Regions from separate parts of the Gossypium hirsutum genome. Here region 1 is linked to region 2. Evidence: chromatin contacts called from public Hi-C data. All regions are on one chromosome and are shown on one strand. The core of a region is the stretch at or near the end of the contact, and the rest is flanking DNA. Distances in the headings are between cores, read along the strand shown. Region 1 has its middle 28 kb from the start of LOC121230801. Region 2 has its middle 11 kb from the start of LOC107934633.

Region 1 (5,709 bases), core at 1,031-3,530, 120 kb before region 2:
TCAGCAGGCCCAGGCAAAATTGGCCATTTTATAGTCTTTGCTCCATTCTCGTTACACGACAATGAGCAAAGAGGGGCAGCTGTAATAGGCTAATTTTGGCCTGGGCCCAAAAATAATAATAACTGAAGCCAAAGGATGTAATTGGTCGAAAACAAGCCAAAAAGGACCAAATTGAAAGACAATCATTAAATTGTGGCCAAATAAAAAAGATGGAGAAAGCCAATGAGTTATCAAAATTTGTTAACTTGGTAAAAGGCTAAAAATAGGAAGATTTGATTTTTATTTTATCGAAACCATTTTTTTTATTTTGGAAAAAAATGGGGATCGACTTTAAAATGAGTGGAGTCACCACCAATCCTTTTGTTTAGGTGTGATTGGATCACCTGATAAAATATTTTATTTTATTTTAATCAATTTTGGCCTACGAAATTTGCGAAAATGGTTCGGGAGCTGGTTACGTACGAGAAAGGATTAGCACCCTCGCTACGCCCGAAAATTGGTACCAAATTGATTAAGTATTGTCCTTATATCTAAGATTTAGAAATATTTTGAAATATGATTCCTTTTAAAACATTTGAATGGCTCAAGTTGGTCGTCAAAATTCTCTCGTTTCAAAGGGAATACAGCACCACATCCAGCACGATAAGACATGATCCTTTATACCTTTGAAACCATGATTAATTTTTTACTTCCAAAAGCTCGTACGTTGAAAATTACAAAAGGATGCCCAATTATTTAGTCCAACGAAAAATCGAAGCCCAACACGGTAGGGCACGATTCCTCGAATTTCTAAACATTGTACATTGCCTTGTTTTAGAATTTAGAAAACATGAGTGAAATTCTAAAGGAATATTTGATTATTTTGAACAAACAGGAAATCGAAACCCTGCACGATAGGGTAAGATTCCCCAAATTTCCAAACATCAGACATTGCCTTCGTTTTAAGGAATTTTCAAATGAATAATTGTGAAACTAGCTCAAAATGCATTAAATTGCTTGAAATAAAATGGAACAAATAATATGGATCAATAAGTTTAAAGCTTCAGTTATAATACAACATCGTGAATGAAAGACGAAATTATAAGCATGAGACAATATACATGAATATCGTACTATACTTAGTGAATGAAGATAATATAAACTTAAGAAACCAATTAACCAAACAAACAATAAAATATAATTAATTCAAGAAAAATATAACCAAATTCCCAAACATGGATGAATAACAATTGATATAATAATAATACAAAAATACGAATAAATAATATGCAACAATAATATATGGAACAATGTGAAAACCAAAAATGACACATAATATGCAAAATAATATGAAAACTAGGAATCAATGTAATATAAATAATTTAAAAGCGATTAAATATATGATTAATTTACAAAGGAACAACACATGCTAGGGTTTGAAATAGTTTATATGAATAAAATAATGACACTAATAATTTATGAATGATTATTAAACTAAATATTATGTAAGAAGAAATTTGAAGAAAAATGATATACAAAATAATTTAAAAGAAAACATATTGGTTTAAAAATGATGATATATATATATGAAATGAAAACTTAATATAAATAATGTATATACAAAAATAATAAGAATATAGGAAAATATTTGAAACAAACAAAATATAATACCAAAATTGGATTCTTAAAAGAAACAAATAATATACATAAATAAATTTAGAGGAAGAAATATATGAACATGTTTGAAAGGGAATTTAAATAAGTAATTCCGTGTAAAATATATATATGCATCTATAAATATGAATGTATGAAGATAAATATTGTATAAAAAATTTTAAGCATAGAATTACATGGAGAAAATTTTAAAATAATAAATTATATAATAAAACAATTCAACAATATAAAATAAAACTAAAACAAAATAAAATTAATAAAATAATTCAAAAATAGTATGTTAAAATAATAGGTTTAAAAAAATAATAAATAGATCCTCAAAAAAAATATAAAACATAGATTAAACTTGATTGAAATAAAAACAAAATTGAAAGGATAATCTATAAATAAATAGATCATTAAAATAAAACGAAGGATCAAAATAAAAAGCGCACAAATGAGCAGGACTTGGAATGAAAACATACTGAATCTCAAAACGCAGTGTTCAAATATGGATTAAATTGTAATAACGCGCAAATCTCAGGGAAAATGTAAAAAACAAATAAAACACGATTGAGGCCTAATTAGAGATAGGTGCAGGAGGGTAGGGACTACGTGCGCAAATATCCCATCAACAAGGAAATGCGCGGATCTAGGGTAAGTGGGTCGGGTCACGCGAGGATCCTCACCCCCTTGAACGGCGTCTTTTCACTTTGTTATCAAAATTAAAGAAAAAATTGAATGGCAATCTGCCATTTTCGCAAGCAGCAAATGAAATCCCTTTTTGCTAGGGTTTCAGTGCAATTCAACAGCCCCATTCAATCATCATTTCACCCTCATAATCGGAGATCCCCATCTCCATCAAAGCCAAGGCTCGAGGCCTATTCTCACCCGAAGATCCCCATCTTAAACTCCAATTTCGACGAAGGAGACAAGGACCCCGATGGTGCACCCCCGAAGGTAAACCTCTCTCTTATCTCCTTTTATTCTCATGCGAAAAGATTTTGTGCAAAAACAAAAATAAAAATGAATCAAAACATGAGAAAAATGAAATCTCAAATCACCTTCTATTTTTTTGGTTGCTTTTGTATTATGTATTCAATATTTCGTAATGTATTTCTGTAAAAAAGGAAAAAAAATCCTGTTTACATCGTTTTTCTGGCTTTTTATAGCCGATTTACAGTATAAATAAAATAAAATTTGTATTTTCTTGCTGTCATTTACTGGCCTATTTTTCTGTTATTATTTCTGTTGCTCTTCTCGCAGGTTCCATTGGAGATGGTCGTTCGAAAGGAGCGTTCATGAGCGTGAGCGTGAGCGTGAGCGTGGGAAACCACTCGTGGGAGTGGCTGGCTTGTGGCGCTAGCAGGTTTTCAGAAACCTCTAGGGTTTTTGGTATTTCCGAACTATTAGGCCCCTTTGGGCCATTTTTAATTGGGTTTTGGACTAGTGTTTTATTTTTGTTTTGGGCTATATTTTGTTATTGGGCTTGAAGGGATTTATGTGGGGTTAATGGACTGTTTTATGATTTTTATGATTTTATTATTATTTTTAGTTTTTCGCATTTATTTTATAAGTCTAAAGGCCCGGGCAAAATTAGCCTTCTACATATTTTTTTTATTTTTATTTTATTTTATATTATTATTAAATTAGTTAGGTTATTTTTAGTAAACCCCATGTATATAAATAGGAGTATTTTGTTTTTTGAAAGGAGGACTTTGAGGAGACTCGGATGAATTAGTTTTGGTATTCCTACTTCAATTTGGACTTGGATTATTCTCTCTTTTCCTATTTCCATTGGAATTGAATTATTTTCTTTTCTCTTTCAATTACGTGGGAATTTTGTCCATTTCATTTCAATTTCTTTATTTTTTCTAAATTCGTCCAATTGCGTTTACCCCTTCCGTTTTTTTATTGTTTTACAATTAAGTTTTTATTTTTTTTGCCCTAAAATTTGTTTTGACTGCACTTTGGTCCTCCTTGAAGCTGTGCGTTTTGGAGGGTGAGATTATTTCCCTTTTGGTCCCTCCTTGTTATTTGCATGTTCAAATTGGTCCATTTCCTTTTATTTATTTTTGATTTGCCCCAAAAAAATTTTTTTTGCTATTTTATTATCAAATTAACTATTTTAATATATTATTGCTATTATTATTATGTTTCTATTTATATTTATTTTGTTATTCTAATACTATTATTATTTATCTAATTATTATTTATCTATTTATATTTCTACTCTTATTATATTTCTATTTATTATATTTTTGTTTCTATTTATATACTAATATTATTTTCATTATTATTTTTTTATATATGTTTTTTACTTTTGTTTTTAACATTCTATTTATTTATTTATTTATTTTACATTTTTTGTTATTATCTGTTTAAACTTTTTATATAACACTCATTTCAAATTTTTATACATTATTTACTTTAATATTTTCATATATTATGTATTTCAAACTTTTTTTTACACATTATATATTTTGAATTGTTTATATATTATTTTTAAAGAGTTTTATATATTATTTTATCTTGAATGGATACTAATTTTTTTAAATTATTTTATACACTTTAGATCGTTTTTATAATTTCCATTTTAAATTCTTTTTATGTATCATTTGCTTAGAATTGTTTTATATTTTATTTTAGATTTTCTTACTTTGTATTTATTTGTTATTTGTGATTCATTATTATAACATTTTGTTTATAAATTATTACTTTGCGTTGTAAATTATTATTCCATCGCATTTTATTCGTTTAAAAGGTCGTATTTTAATATCGTTTAAGTTTTAAAATCATTTTATTCAAAAGTTTTCAAAATAAGGCAATACTCGGTATTTGGCATCTTCGAGAAGATTGTGCCCTAACTTTCTGGGTTCCAATTTTCCTCAGTGAATCTAAGTAACCGAGTACCCCTTTTTCAATCAAAACGCATAAGTTTCAAATAAAAGCTTATTCTCAGGAATTCGAGGTGTTGTGTCCTAACTCACTGGATATGACATTTTGTATCTCGAGATAAGGATTTCTAAAAAATAAAGGCAATGTTCTATGTTTGGAAATCTGAGAAATCGTGCCCTAACGTGTTGGGTTTCGATTTTTCGTTGGACCAAATAATCGAATATCCTTTTGTAATTTTCAAATGTATGAGCTTTTGGAAATCAAGAATTGATCGTGGCTTCGAAGGTTTAAAGAATCATGTTCTAACGTGCTGGATGTGATATTATATTCCTTCGAAACAAGAGAATTTTAATATTCAATTTGAGTTATTCAAATGTTTTAAAAGAAATTGTATTTCAAAATATTTTTTTAAAAATTTTAGACAATAGGGCATTAATTAATCAATTGGTACCAATTTTAGGCGTTACGAGGGTGCTAATCCTTCCTCGTGCGTAACCAAACCCGAACCATTTTTTCTCGAATTTAGTAGACCCAAAATCATTGTTTTAATAAATCAAAATGTTTTATTAAAATGATCAATCTCAATGTGATCCGATCACACCTCGAAAAAAGATTAGTGGCAACTCCATTTTTGTTTTGAAGTCGACTCCCGTTTTTCAAATAAAAAAAATGGTATTGACAAGTATCATAATAAATTTAGGATTATTTAGACATTTCTAAAGTAAAGTGTAGGATTATAAGTCTTCCAATCATTCAAGCCAATCCTCACAAAACAAGGATATGATTTGCTTGATCTAAATCGATTCAATCTTCAAAGATTTGTTCCTCCATAAAATCAATCTTCATAAACGGGCCAACAAATGTCCATAATATTAATAAAGTTATGACGCAACCATTTTTGGTTGAAAAGATTGTTAATTCCAAATAAAGCAAGTAATGCGACTCGAGAAGTTAAAGGCATATTTGTAACTCTTTGCTGTAATTGTGACCATAACAACTTCCAACAAGGCTTCTTTATATACTAATCAAACTTCAATACATTATGATATGCTTAAATCTCATCAAATCAATTACATTTAATATAATGATACAAATGATTAAAATAATTCTTCATAAAGTCATCTCATATCTTATTATGATTGCATATCATAATATAGAGTAAATCACATTAGTATTCTT
Region 2 (5,295 bases), core at 1,907-4,406:
TAAAGAGATTGAATAATGCTAACTATAAAATATTTTGAAGATCTCAATTTTTATTTTAATTTTATGAGGATAGTTGAATACCTTTTTTTGCGGCTACTTATGGAGAATGCGATTGCAATTGATTTGTACCTTAGCAAGTATAAACTCTTATACATGATATGCTTGTTCTAGGTAGAACATATCTGAGAAAACAATTATCATTATTCATTTAAGGATTTGTACTCAGGTGCAATTTTGTAAGCAGACTCAAGTGAGATGGCAAAGCCAGCAAAGTGGTTGAAGGCACAGTAATGACAAACCACGGACATGCGCCTCCATTGACCACGAATTGGTCCCTACGAATCCCCAAGAGCATAAACCTTAGAAGGAACTAACAATCTTGGATAGGATACAAGGTGAAGGAGAGGCTCTATCCTCAAGTATGAGCTCATGTGTTATTTATACTCTGCCTAAATATTCTCCTAAGCCTACAAGTGTCCTCTATCTGACTTAAGCATCGGACAACACCTTGAAGCACAAGCTTTGGCACCCCTTAGCGCACAATCTCTTTATCTCATCTCTGTCTCAAATGATTGAAACAATTGGTGCCATGAATCCCACTATTGAAGCTAATACCCCTCTTTTCGATGTTAAAGATGACTTTCGAAGACCCCATTGCACGAGCCTCACTAATGTCCATTACCAAACTTCTTGTTCACCCTTCTAATACCTATTGAAACATCTCATATCGAAATATCGGTGCTTATCACAGCTTTACCGTGACAAGGCATTACCCTCACTAACAGCTTGAAAGTTTAGCTAATGTCATCTCCGACCAAGCTTTAACTCTAGAATATCTTAATCACCTAGAGCATGCGTAGCTAAGGGCACAATCAACCACGGAGGTGGAACTGCTCCAACTCAATTAACAAAACTCAGAACGTACCATGAGCATTAACAAGCTACTTAACCCTCAAGGCAAGCAACTCCTATCTACCTTTCTTGATAGCAATGTTGACATTTTCGTGTGTCTGTAGTAAACAATCTAGGGATAAACATGGACATCATTGTCCACTCGCTTAATGTAAACCACAAAGTGATGTCGATTAGACAAAAAAAAAAACGTAAGTGCGATAGTGGGAAAATCTTAGTGATATGAGAATAGGTGGCAGATTCATTTGTGCTTAAAAAAATATTTAATTTTAGATTTGTCCTTACTCAATTTTAGATTTAATCGAAATATAATGTGTTTATTGGATTAAAAAAAAGGTTAAATTGTGCTTCAAGTCCCTTTACTCTTCAATCATTTAGCCCCACTACTTTTCATATGTAAAAATTTAAACCCAATATTCTATAAAAAACCGGTTTCATTACAACATCATTTTTCTGGTTGCATGGTTACTGAAGTTAGTATATCTTTATTTCAGATTATGAATCCAATGAATTTAGAAGAAAATTGTTTAAGGAAGTTAACTATTGGATCAAGATTTTAAAATTTAAAAAGTTGAGAAATTAAATACCTAAAAATAAAAATAAAAGTAAAGAAACTAAATTTTAAATTTAAAAAAAATATAGAGACTTGTAGCATATTTTAACTTAAAAAAATCACCATATCATTTTTATTATTTTGTAAATGATACTATATGATCTTTTAAGATATTACAGAGGGATTCTGTTGTACGTATCAGAATAAAAAAAAAACACATATAGCAAAATTTCTGAATTTTGGCTGTCTAGAGATATGTACAATTGATGCTTTATTGTCAGCCCAGCCAATTCCCAATGATTAATTAATTGCTACCTACCTCGAGTCAATAACTCAATTTACCTACATTGCTGACGTTCCCTTCCCATTGTCAAGGAATTGAGGTCTCCTTTGGATCCCATATGGCTTTGTGAGTATTTTGTCTGCCCCACCTCACTAGTTAATTAATGTAAGTTATCACAATTAATGTAAGCTACATCAGAACGAAAGAAGAAATAGTTATCCTGTTAAAAAAATTATTTATTTTTACTGTTAAAAATTAATTTTTATATGTCAGCATGAAGTATATGTAGTATTTTATGTGTAATTGTCTGGTTATTCTGTCAATTATGCTAGCTTTTAACAATAGAAATGGATAAAATTTTTAGGGTAAACTATAAAAATAGTCACTTTTGTTGGCTTCAGATTACATTTTCATCACTTATGTTTGAAATATTACGTTTTAGTCACTTGTGTTATTGCTTTGATATGAAGTAGTCACTCTGTCGTTAAGTTTCATTACCTCCCTACGACAATCCTACGTGGCAGTCCAAATAGGTTTTAAATGTCGACTTAGATGTCCAACTAGGATGAGAATAGTTTTTTCAATCAAAATGGAAAAGAAAACTAAAAGAACGGAGATGAATGGTTTTTCTTTTCCAGTTCAAGGTATAATTAATTTATAATTTTTAATTAATTAAATTTATTTAATTAAAAACCTATTCTCGTCTTAGTTGGAATTTAAAACCCATTTGTACTGCCAAGTAAGATTGCCGTTAGGGAAGTAATAGAGCTTAACAACAAAGTGACCACTTCATAACAGGATAACGTAAGTGACTAAAACGTAACATTTCAAACATAAGTAACTAAAATATAATTTGAGACAAACAAAAATGACTATTTTTGAGTAAATGTAACAAAATATAATTTAACTTCTAACATACGAGTCTCCATAAATTTTTTTACCAAGAAAAGTGGTTTTTTTTATTCATTGAAGAAAGGGATATTAACATTAGATTAAATTTAATAATAAAAACGATGAAAAAAATTATGTATTTTCTTAGATTTTATATAATAAAAAATATAATAATATAAACACCTTTATGATAATATTATTATGTACAAATTTAATAATAGCTCTAGCCTCTAAGTGTGAAAGATGGAGTTGATACCTCCAAAGGCACCACAAATGACATAACTATGACAGTAGGAGAGCTACAAGAACAACTTGCTCTGCTAGTAATGAGCTTTAAAAAGCAATAATAGCAAAGGCAGAAGGAGAGTTGCTTTTAATGAGACAAATTCCGACGAAACGAAAAAGGAAATAAATGCCATAAATATGAATGCTTTGGGCCATTTAATGTCACCTGGAACGATGAGTCAGAATAATGATTGCGACGATGATTGGATTCAGTCCAATTTTGCCAATTTGGAAAGAGCCCCAGTACCATCTTTTTGGTAAAAGTAGGCCCGTTTTCAAAACGTCCCAGTCTGGTGCAAGCTATTATATGCTCCCAGTTTTAATTCTTTAAAAAATTCGGTTAGAAAATAATTTTTTTACATAGTGAAATATTTTTTTTAAATATCGATTTAGTTTTTGATATTTATAGCAATAAGTCCTAGACAGAATTCACACTTGTGTTTTTAGATAGAATGATCGTTGTTGTTCTCGACTTTCAACAAAATGATATTTTTTACTATTCTTGTACCACGAACTATTTCGAGTGTGGGTCTTGAAAGATTCGAATCAAACACAAAATTAGAAATAATTTTTCTTTATTTAATGTGAAAATGAAAATTCTCTTTTCAAATAGAAACCGATAGAATCATTATTTCGAAAAATATATTTAATTCTTAGAGAATAAAAATGTCTCTATTTTCAGGTAAAATAATTATATCTGAAAGTTGTATAAATAACCCTATTAGTACCATCTATTTATAGGAAAAGAAGGTAGAAGATTTGTTGCATTGTAGAAGTTTATTTCAATTAGAAAAATAAACTCCTAATCTAACAAGAGTATAGGGGGCAATAACACTAGTTAATATTATTAGGGTTTGTCGTTCACCCCTTTAACACCATATCGGGCCCAATTATAAGTATTTCTCGGGTTTTTAACCCAATACTTTATAATTTGATCTAACCCAATAATTGTCTTTCTATTTCTTAAAAAACTTTAATATATTTCTAATTAAATAATTTTCTTAACCCAATTCTAGTTTTGTTAAAATCATAAAACTTTATCGTAAAAGAATTTATGATAAAATATATATAATATTTCTTCGTTTAATTGTTCATTATGATCAAATGATTTATTTCCATTTTCGAACTTCATTTAATTCGAAAAACATAAATTCATTCTCAGGTCATTTTCATTTAGGAGAAAACTATATTAATTTCCAAATGATTCTATTTCTCCATTTTCATTTTTATTTTGGAAAAAAACCATAATCATCTCCAAATGTTTCCCATTTCTCCATTTTTGCCTATTAATTATAAACCCATTTAATTACGAAGTCATTCTACTATAATATCATGTCTGAACTCTTACCAACCACATATCATTAAGAAAGCAACTCGATCTGTGCTTGTCCAATGACCTTATCATAAGTGTGTTACCCTCATAGGATATCCTTAATCTCTTTGGGGTACTATTCGTTCTCCCAATATGATCATATTTTATCTCATGGTAATTATTACATCTTCTTTCATAAAAAGTCAATTACTATTAAATAGTAATCAAGTCATCCATCACAAAGATGAACGACCCATGACCATATTTAATTTTCATCAATCATGTAATGCCAATGAGAGGATATCATTTACTCATGTCCCAGGCTATGAATTCCACTGTTGTGAATGGCGCTACATACTGTAGAAGTCATACACTCTACGTACCAGCTTTTGATTCCTTATCTATTCGAACTAAGGTTTTTAATTACATTAAAGTGTATGAATCATGCATACATAATCCATCATCTGCTCAGGATTTAAGTATGTCAAATTATGAACGTTACCAGTGAATAAATCCATAAATAGATTCAAAATTTATTCTTCTTGGGTCCAGTCGAATGTACTGTTAGTCCAGTCGGTCACATCTATGTCTCTATCTTTTGGAGTCATTCGCTCCGATACCCAAGACAAACATCTTCCCAATTAGACTTGATAGACAACATATTAGTCTTTCAATCGGTTTGCACGTTTCCAAACATGTTTAGGTTCAGTTACTAATATAAGCTCATTTCTGATGTTCTATTAGCGCTAAATACGAGTTATTTACGCATGACTAATAAACTATATGCTGGGTTTGATCTATATTATGTAAATATGATATGTTATTTGCTAAGCATGGACTAAATTTGTTATAAAAAGCATGTATTTCATATACATATATGATATATGTTAGTTCTGCATGTGCATTGGGGTGGAAAATATGTTTATGGAGGAAGGGTGAGTAGTTTAATTTATCTGCCGTATCTGGTGGCTCAGCCACATGTATATCTCTTTCTAGAGAATTACCGCCTATTGATTTGACAGTTTTGCTATAAATATTATAAAAAGTGTCATACTGAAA

Evidence for each region. Hi-C and Micro-C count contacts between places; a contact is called where the count stands out from the background.
Region 1: a Hi-C map of leaf shows a contact between it and region 2, with 1.7 times the contacts expected there. The contact joins two enhancer-like sites. A contact is called at or near these places in 2 of 34 Hi-C or Micro-C datasets (both in leaf).

The regions. Positions count from the first base shown.
Region 1 is chrA06:125,115,937-125,121,645 of Gossypium_hirsutum_v2.1, reverse strand. No RefSeq gene overlaps it. Among protein-coding and RNA genes, the nearest start is that of LOC121230801, 28 kb to the left of the region's middle. Within about 2 kb of position 2,280, at least 9 of the 9 cell types and tissues checked have an H3K27ac peak or open chromatin away from gene starts, as enhancers often do. A contact at or near this core is called in leaf, where this site is marked.
Region 2 is chrA06:124,997,837-125,003,131 of Gossypium_hirsutum_v2.1, reverse strand. No RefSeq gene overlaps it. Among protein-coding and RNA genes, the nearest start is that of LOC107934633, 11 kb to the left of the region's middle. Within about 2 kb of position 3,156, at least 1 of the 9 cell types and tissues checked has an H3K27ac peak or open chromatin away from gene starts, as enhancers often do. A contact at or near this core is called in leaf, where this site is marked.